3 separate regions of the Mus musculus genome follow, and regions 1 and 2 are each linked to region 3. A link is a contact called in public Hi-C data. All regions are on one chromosome and are shown on one strand. The core of a region is the stretch at or near the end of the contact, and the rest is flanking DNA. Distances in the headings are between cores, read along the strand shown. Region 1 overlaps Reln (reelin). Region 2 overlaps Reln (reelin). Region 3 overlaps Orc5 (origin recognition complex, subunit 5).

Region 1 (2,700 bases), core at 198-2,697, 370 kb before region 3:
AGGGTTAGAGTAGACAAAATAGAATATTCAAATTAATGACCCCTCAGAAGTATTCTGTAGGTATTAAAACCATGTTTTTTTGTTTTTGTTTTTAAATTTTTTTTAACCATATTTTAAGAGCAAGTGGTTCATTTTCTGTTTGGTATCTGTTTATTCTTAAAATGAAGACACCATGGAGCAATGACTTCTGCTTGGGGTTGAGTCTGTCAGGGAGCAGGATCTGTGCTCATTGCACAGAAATGTGATGGTGTCTGACCTATTCATATCTCATTCCCCTTCCTGGTTAGAACCTCGCTAGGGGACCTCTTCCAGCTTACAGCAGATGGACAGTGACCACAGGGTAGGAAATGAACAGCTGTTCTCCCCTTTGGTGCCTGTCTCTCTTTCAGCCCTATCCCTATTTTCTTCATTGTAACCACCCCACCTCTCATAGGAAGAGGCACATTGATTCATTTGCAATTTGTATATGTCACAAATGCTGTGACCTCCCCCAAGCCTTTCCAAGTAGCAACTTTTTCCCAATTCCCCTCCATGGGGGAAAAGAGATTTTTGCCAGAGACTGTGATAAGGAAACTCATGGACAAGAAATGCAAAATACATCAGGTTTGCAAATTTCTTCTTTTCCCTGGACCAGTATAATCAATGCCTCAGTGCTCAAGTGCCTGCCCCCAAAGTACCAATCTTTACTCTGGGGGGATCAGATATGTGCCTTGCCTTGAATATCATCAGCCTTTTTTTTTTTTTTTTTTTGGCTTTGATCTTGGTCTCAGCTCTCTGAATGGCCTGCAAGGTAAAAGCCTTTTAAGGGTGGTGCTGGCACTAAGCTCTGGTGCCACTCTTGCTTCTGTCAGTCTCCCTCCCTGGACCTCCCTCTCTCCTGGATGCTCTGCTAGGATGCATTTTTAGTTTCTTCTGCTCTGAGTCATGTAAACATCGTTGCTGTGCACCATCCAACTTGCTTTGTTTTCACAAAGAAACTCCTCTTGCCCAAAGTATTTGGTAATCATTTAAGGGGTAGCATTTAATCTTCTGATACATATATTTGATTTGATAATTTAAAAAAAAATCTGGGGCACATCATAAATTTTGTTTTTCTCAAGTGATTACGGGTACAGTACACCGTTATAGAAAACTTCCCAAAGAGCTTCTCTGTGATAGAAGGGTTGTCTATCAAGTCCCTTGGTTAATCAACAGGGGACGGGAGATCGCTGGTTCCCATTAAGATCTGAACTGTCCCTTCATTTCCCTCAGCCTATTCCACTGGCACAGCCAGCAGAATGGGTGGGATCCTATGTATGATGGACGCACCACTCAGTCACATTCCTCAGCTATGAGTTAAGCTCAATCTAGTTCCCGGGCATCTAGTTCCCATTTACACAGAGAGATGGACACTGCCAGTCCCTGGTGATCATCTAAGCAACAAAGAGTGCTGGCGAGACACTGTCAGTACTGATGACCAACCTCCCACTCTATGAGGAAACCCCCTGGTAAACACTAGCAGGGCATGGTAAACACTAGCAGGGCGTGGTAAACAATAGCAGGGCGTGGTAAACAATAGCAGGGCGTGGCTAGGAATGAACTGCTGAGGTCTATTATGTAAGGACCATCAGATCAATGACAAAGTGAATTCTTCAGGAGAAAAGACATAATCTTTACTTGAATTTAGATGACGTTCATCTTTCTGTACTTATTTAATTTAAACTCATCTTTTATGCTATATCTGCCATACGAAAGCACAGGCCACTCCTGTGATGAAAGAGCAGGCTTTCCAGGGCCAAAATCAGCTCCACACAGTTATTCATTAAATTAAGGTACTACAGAAGTATTCTATATGTACATATTTAGATTTGTATGTGTTAACATATATCCTTAGAGGTATAAAAATCAAGTCATAAAATTATTTTTAATGTATATTATACCTGAGAATTTTATAATAAAAACATGTATTGAACTTCAACTTCAGAAAGCATAAGCAGTAAATTAATTCTGCTATTACACATTCCCCAAATTCCAACTTTTATTTACATTTGTTTTGAGCTCAGCTTCCGAGAGATTTTATTGGGACACAGATCACCGTGCTCCAGACAAGGTTTTCCTATTTGGTAATCACCTCTCCAAGGTCTTACTTCACACGGAGAGCAGAGCCGGCAAAGCACAGACTCTAATTTAAGCTACAGTACATAACTTCAGTAAGTTCGTGCGGGAAAGGAGCAGTAATTCACACAGAGGCACCCAAGACTCAGCTCCTCCCTCTCAATTCCCTGCTCTAAAAGAACCGAGGAAATCTACCTACTGAATCAGGTCCTGCGTAATTAAGATGTTTATGAATTGGGCTCAGGGGGGAAATGAACAGCTTCCCTGCGCCATACAAACTGTAATCTCTCACACACGTGGCATTTTATTTCTTTATTTAATAAAAATATGAAGCCACATTTCTCTTCTTTTTTTCATAGCTTTCTGTTGAGCTAGGAGCACCTCAAAGGTTGGATTGTTCTGGTTGCTAGTTTTCAAAGTATGGCCATAGAAAGTAGGCAGCTCTTGTTTATGTCAAAGGTACTTTGCTATGTGTTGTACAGAAAGCAACTCAGGCCTGAGTTCTTCCACATACTAGTATCTAAATATAAAGCATTTATGATCTGATGATATTCCCCATGTTTTGACACTATTAAATCAAACCAAAAGCAATACAAACACAGACTC
Region 2 (2,700 bases), core at 163-2,662, 510 kb before region 3:
ACAGGAATGTCCTCTGACACATTTCTCTGCCTGTAAGTCATCTTCCTCCTCCTCATGTTCCAAGAAACAAAGTTCTGTCAGGCCCAGGTGCCCAGGTCATTTGGAGGACGATGCACACCGCACCCTCCATCAGCAAAGGAAGTTAAACACATAATTTTATAGTAGAAAATTTCTTTTGAGTTTTAGTTAATTTAGTCCTGCAGTTAATCAAATATCTTTCTGTTATACGGCAGCAATATATACCTATGTTTTCAGTGAATATAAGGGCAGTGTCCATAGAGAGGCAGTCGATATCAACTTGGCCTCCCTGGATTCGATACCAGTTGGCTTGCAAGTCTATGGAGCCATCAAATTTATCTTGAAATCCAGTTTGAGAGCTGTCATTCACTCCTATAAGGACATCATCCAAAGCCCACTGGGCCGAATGCTTCCCTGCAATCAAATGAACAGCAGCAGTTGGAGCAGGCTCATTACACAGCAATAGGAATATCTCCGTGACCATGATTTTAAATCAAATTGTCTGGAAATTGACAGTAAATTAACACACTTATATATTACACATTGGATATGGATGCTATGTGATCTTTTTTTTTTAATAAAGTCATCAGGAATGTTGGAAAGAGCAGTGACTCACCATGCTGCGGCTGCCACCACCGGAAAGCTGTGGCAGGTGTCTTTGCTTCCCGGGGCAGGTCAATGGAAATGATCTGTGGCTCCAGGAATGACATGAAATCCAACTCTCTCAGCAAATGCCAAAGTATCCCATTATCATTGGAATACTGAACAACAAGCCCTGAGTTACAAGACATAAATTCAATGACTAAGACAGCGTTCTTAGAGGCAAGGAACAGTCTGTTTTAAACAGCAAAACTGCAGCAACTTCAGACTGTGTCTCAGAGAGGGAACACTCATCCATCTAACTTACAAGGCATGAATTAGTAGACTCAAAGGCCCATCAATTTCCTGACAGTTTCTAATGCACTCACTCCCAGTAAATGGAGACAAGAACTACATAAGCTCCTTCAGAGACCACTCAGCTCTGTAGGAGTGATGAGTGAGCTGGTTAGGGAGCTGCTCCTGTGCGTGCACTTGAAATGTGGACTCCAGCCTGAGCATCACAAAGTCTCAGGTCATCACTATATTCTCCTAAGAAATATCTTAATTTCTCTGGCACGGGAGGAGCTGCGTGTGCTGCTTGCTGCTGAGGCAGTAGGCAGTGAGTTGTGCTTAGCCGGGAAGTCTGTTGGGCAGAGCACCCTTTAACCAATACTTCATACTCTGACAGACCTTGGTTAGTGAAACCTGAACAAGACCAGATTAGTCAAGAGCCAAAAAGCAAGACTCAGGTCTCTCCAATGTCGCTTCTCTTTCCTATTCTCTGTGCCACCCCTCCTTGTGCCTGAGCCATCTGTTCCCTCAACTCCACCCCTGTGACAAGGTGACAAGATCTGTGGAGCTGCACATTTGTGTGCAAGGGATGTCACGCCCTTGCTGCTACTTCTAGAAATGTTGTCATTTAAAAGGGGACAAATGGGAAGGCTAATGATCAACAAAGGAGAAAACTGCTATGGGTAAGGTTATGGGATTATACATAAATATACATATGGATATGTGTGTGTCTGTGTATGGATGTCCTATATATGTAGATATCCTATATATAGATGGATATATCCATCTATATATGTATATATACATATGAGTATATATATGAATATATATCTGTGGGAGAAAGCAGAGTGCATCTGTCTAATGGCATATTCTATACTTATTTGTAAATTGGTATTGAATATTCACTAGTTTTTAAGCATTTATAGAAATTATTCCCAATAAAGTTTTATCTGTTATATCTTTTATTACATTTTAACTCTTGAAAAATTATGAATCATATATGGTATATTTGACTTTAAAAATATATAGACTAACCAGAGTGCCTCCATCCATTGTAATATTAAATAACAAAGACTTAATTAGCACAAAGTTTTGAGAAATATTATGCTGAAGAGCAAGTAGCTCAGTGCCAATTGGCAGTACATGACATTACAGGTGCTCCTCCTGACAGGCAACAGTGCCAGGAACAGTGACAAATCTATGAAAAGCTAGAACTCTCAGAGAGCCTGTATGTTTACAACAGAATCTGTCAAGTTCTGAGAGGAAGAGAAAGAATGAGAAGGAAGAGAACAGGTGTGTGCTGGACCGCACCCAGCCACAGTGATGGAGAGTTAGAGGTGCTGCTGACTGAGGGGCAGCCACACGGCAGGAGAGCCGAGAGTCACATGAAGCCTTAGGAAGGAAACGAATCTGGGTTCCAGCCTTCATCTGAGTCTGCCCAGGGTGCTGTCTGGCAAAAGCACTACACAGTAGTTCTCAGTGTTTATTCAAAATATGTCCTAATATGTTGGATGTCGAAGAGTGTAGACACTTCAAAAATTTCATTTTCTGTGGCTATTGATTTGAATTTATGTAGTTTATATTCCATCAGAGAAGAAATGGAAAGGAGACGGGAGAGGTAGGGGAAAGGAGAGAAGAGGTGGGGTAGGGTAGATGAGTAGGAGCGGCCACTGTAGAAGGGGGACTGAAGTTTTCCAAATGAAACATCATGGAAATACAGATCATCTGCACCATCTGAAAAGGTGCTCTATCTGCAGTAGTTTTAGTATGTTCACAACTTCATTGATGCTTCTCTCCTTAGGAACTCAGGGC
Region 3 (2,700 bases), core at 154-2,653:
GCAAAGCTATTAGAAAGTAAATTACAAAACAGCAAACTTCTGAAGGCCCACATAGGGCAGGGAAAATGTAATTAGAGTATTGTTGAGGGAAGCTATTTCCAGGGCTAGTAATATGGTGTGATATGGTTCAGGACAGAAAATGTGCTATACAGGAGGCAGGTAACCAGCTGCCCTGAGGAGCAATGGTGTGGACACTAGAAACTCTGCCCCCTTCTCTTCCTATCTTCAGTTTCTCAGCTGCCAATTTCTGGTGTCAGTTTCTACCTCACACTTCAGCCTGAACCATGACTCAGCACCTGTGTAGCAAAACAGTAGGAGCCAAAATCTCATATCCCAGGAGGCACTGCTCCCAACGGCAACCTACAGGCCTGTCTCCTCTCCACAGAGCTCTGCATGTGGAAACCCAAGTGTGATTCTGTCCTGTGCTCAGCTCTTCCTGGGCACTGTCTTCACCAAACATGCTGTGAAGGGCAGGAAGAAACATGCTCACTGGCTGTGGTGCTGGCCTCCTGACTGTAAAGTTCCCATTTTACTCAGGAGACAAAACACAATTTTATTCCTCTTTGTATTCCTTACCTCAAATTAAGAGACAGAAATTAACTTGTTATTTTTGAAGAAGAAAGGGTCAGAAAATCACCACATGAAAAGACTTCGTACCTAGGAATGCTGACTGTGAGAATTTTTCTTCATAAAATGGAATGAAAGAGTAAAATATCTCCAAAATTTAAACTAAATTATAATTAAACTCTTTAAACCCATTCAGTTTTCAAGTATTCAGTGGTAACAGGAAACTATTTAGAAAATATGAACAAGTAAGGTGGTCAGAACCAAAGAACACAGCTAATGTAAGAGGAAGAATTTTATTGTGGCGCTCTCAAAATTCATCAACTCAAAAGAAAAATGGAAGGAAGGAACACAATACGTTGGTGAACTGGGAGTGACCAGTACTGTCAGGTTAGCAAGCAGAGTTAGACATGAAGCTGCTGTGTGCACAATGAACAAGCTGCCAGGTTTTGAGAAAACTAGGTAAGAAGATAAACATACACAGCACATACTTTAGCAACTATGATCTTTTAAAATAGTGGCCTTAGGAAATCTGCTTTGGCAAGAGCCAGCAGAGACTCCTGTGGAGAGGAAGTGAAAAGGCTGGGCAAATAAACAAGGGCTGCTGGCACGTTCAAAGCGCAGGGGATAGTTCATAGAGCAAAACACAGTCCTAAGTAAATGGGTTTCAGGCAATTTCAGTGTTAAGATAACATCATTAAGAGTAGAACAGATTGTGCTCAAACCCTGCTGTTTATAATTAACACGTTGCTTCCAAATACTCCTGGGCCCCTGGTAAACCGTCTTCTGCTCACAGCTACCCAGACCAATCAGAGGGTTTTCATCGGATTCCATGCTGGGCCAGCACCTGTTTGGACAAATCCAATCCAGCCAAAGAACTCCTTTCCCCGGCCAGCTGAGTATTTGGATGAACACAGCTTGGCTTAGTCATTGTCACAGTGTCCATATGGCTTTGAGGCTTGTTTTCACAAGAAATCATACAAGTATTTTATTATGTCAAAGTTCACCATCCTAGAAACAAAAACAGATAGCATGTTAGCCTCCCGTCTCGACTGCTCAGCTCTGAATGACTGCAAAGCAAACTACAACTGGACAATGCTGTCAGATGCACTAGAACTCATTTTGTTTTAAATGTAACTTACAAACACAACTTTTAAACCGTTTTGAGCCATTCATAAAGTACTTAAGACAAACACAAAGTCAGAGCCTCTCAACACTTTGTGTGTGAACTATACGGTACAAAGTTTAGACTTTATTTGAAAACTACTTGCTTTCTGCCTAATAATCAGGATGAAGTAATTAGAGATGCAGAAGTATTTAAATCTTGTTTGCTTCAGAACATTGTTTATCTTCCCAAACACCTGTTTTATCACCACATCATGCACAGCTCATCTGTCCTCATTTGTAGCTTTCATTATCTTCAGTCTTTTAGCAGCGGCTGACCTGTATGCGCATTTCAACTAAATCTGTATGATCCAAGAATATGGTACAACAGACGATGTAGATGTATATTTTTATACTCTGATGGCAGGCATTATAAAATAACAGAGGAAGAGACATATAATTATTTTCCTTTCTCCAAACTCATTCTTCACTATAAATATTCAGACTTGGAGGTTTATTATTTGAATAAATGTTCAAAATAATTAGATATAATGATCTAGCAATAAGTATAAAATTAAAGCCCTAAGTATTCAGTTCTGCAAGAATAATCATCCGCTTGAGAACAGCCTTTTCAAGTCACTAATTGCACATTCTTACTTATTAAACGATCATTAGTATTCTTTTTGTCTATCATTTTGTTATATACTTTCTAAAAAAGTTTCTACACAAATGACTGACAAGCCAAATATTTTTTAAATATATGGCTAGGGAATTATAAAGATTTTGAAACACATTTAAAAATAGCTCCATTTGTGAGATGCTCTGGCTACCGAGATACCCAACAGTGAAGAATACATTTACTATAACAAGTGCCTCCCTGAGAAATACGGAACCTTTCTAAGCAGCAAAACAGTGATCATTTCAATTAAGTCCTCTCAGGCACAAGGCTATAATGTGGCTATAATGTCACAACATGGTCCTTTCACTTACCTCTCAAACCTACTGCCAGTGAAGTCCCTATAGTAATGATCT

Evidence for each region. Hi-C and Micro-C count contacts between places; a contact is called where the count stands out from the background.
Region 1: a Hi-C map of cerebellum shows a contact between it and region 3, with 2.2 times the contacts expected there. The contact joins two enhancer-like sites. A contact is called at or near these places in 2 of 484 Hi-C or Micro-C datasets (brain and cerebellum).
Region 2: a Hi-C map of cerebellum shows a contact between it and region 3, with 2.0 times the contacts expected there. The contact joins two enhancer-like sites. A contact is called at or near these places in 1 of 484 Hi-C or Micro-C datasets (cerebellum) and 1 of 115 datasets of contacts at active chromatin or transcription factors (cardiomyocytes).

Annotation. Positions count from the first base shown.
Region 1 is chr5:22,119,179-22,121,878 of GRCm38.p6, forward strand. The region is part of intron 8 of Reln (reelin); the gene reads right to left. Among named protein-coding and RNA genes, the nearest start is that of Reln, 220 kb to the right of the region's middle. Within about 2 kb of position 1,448, at least 11 of the 459 cell types and tissues checked have an H3K27ac peak or open chromatin away from gene starts, as enhancers often do. A contact at or near this core is called in cerebellum, where this site is marked.
Region 2 is chr5:21,979,334-21,982,033 of GRCm38.p6, forward strand. Reln (reelin) reads right to left here. Exons shown (of 65, transcript NM_011261.2): 32 at 635-793; 33 at 244-432. Among named protein-coding and RNA genes, the nearest start is that of Slc26a5, 120 kb to the left of the region's middle. Within about 2 kb of position 1,413, at least 8 of the 459 cell types and tissues checked have an H3K27ac peak or open chromatin away from gene starts, as enhancers often do. A contact at or near this core is called in cerebellum, where this site is marked.
Region 3 is chr5:22,485,643-22,488,342 of GRCm38.p6, forward strand. Orc5 (origin recognition complex, subunit 5) reads right to left here. Exons shown (of 14, transcript NM_011959.3): 14 at 838-1,575. The coding sequence ends at 1,530. Among named protein-coding and RNA genes, the nearest start is that of Gm22887, 48 kb to the right of the region's middle. Within about 2 kb of position 1,404, at least 18 of the 459 cell types and tissues checked have an H3K27ac peak or open chromatin away from gene starts, as enhancers often do. A contact at or near this core is called in cerebellum, where this site is marked.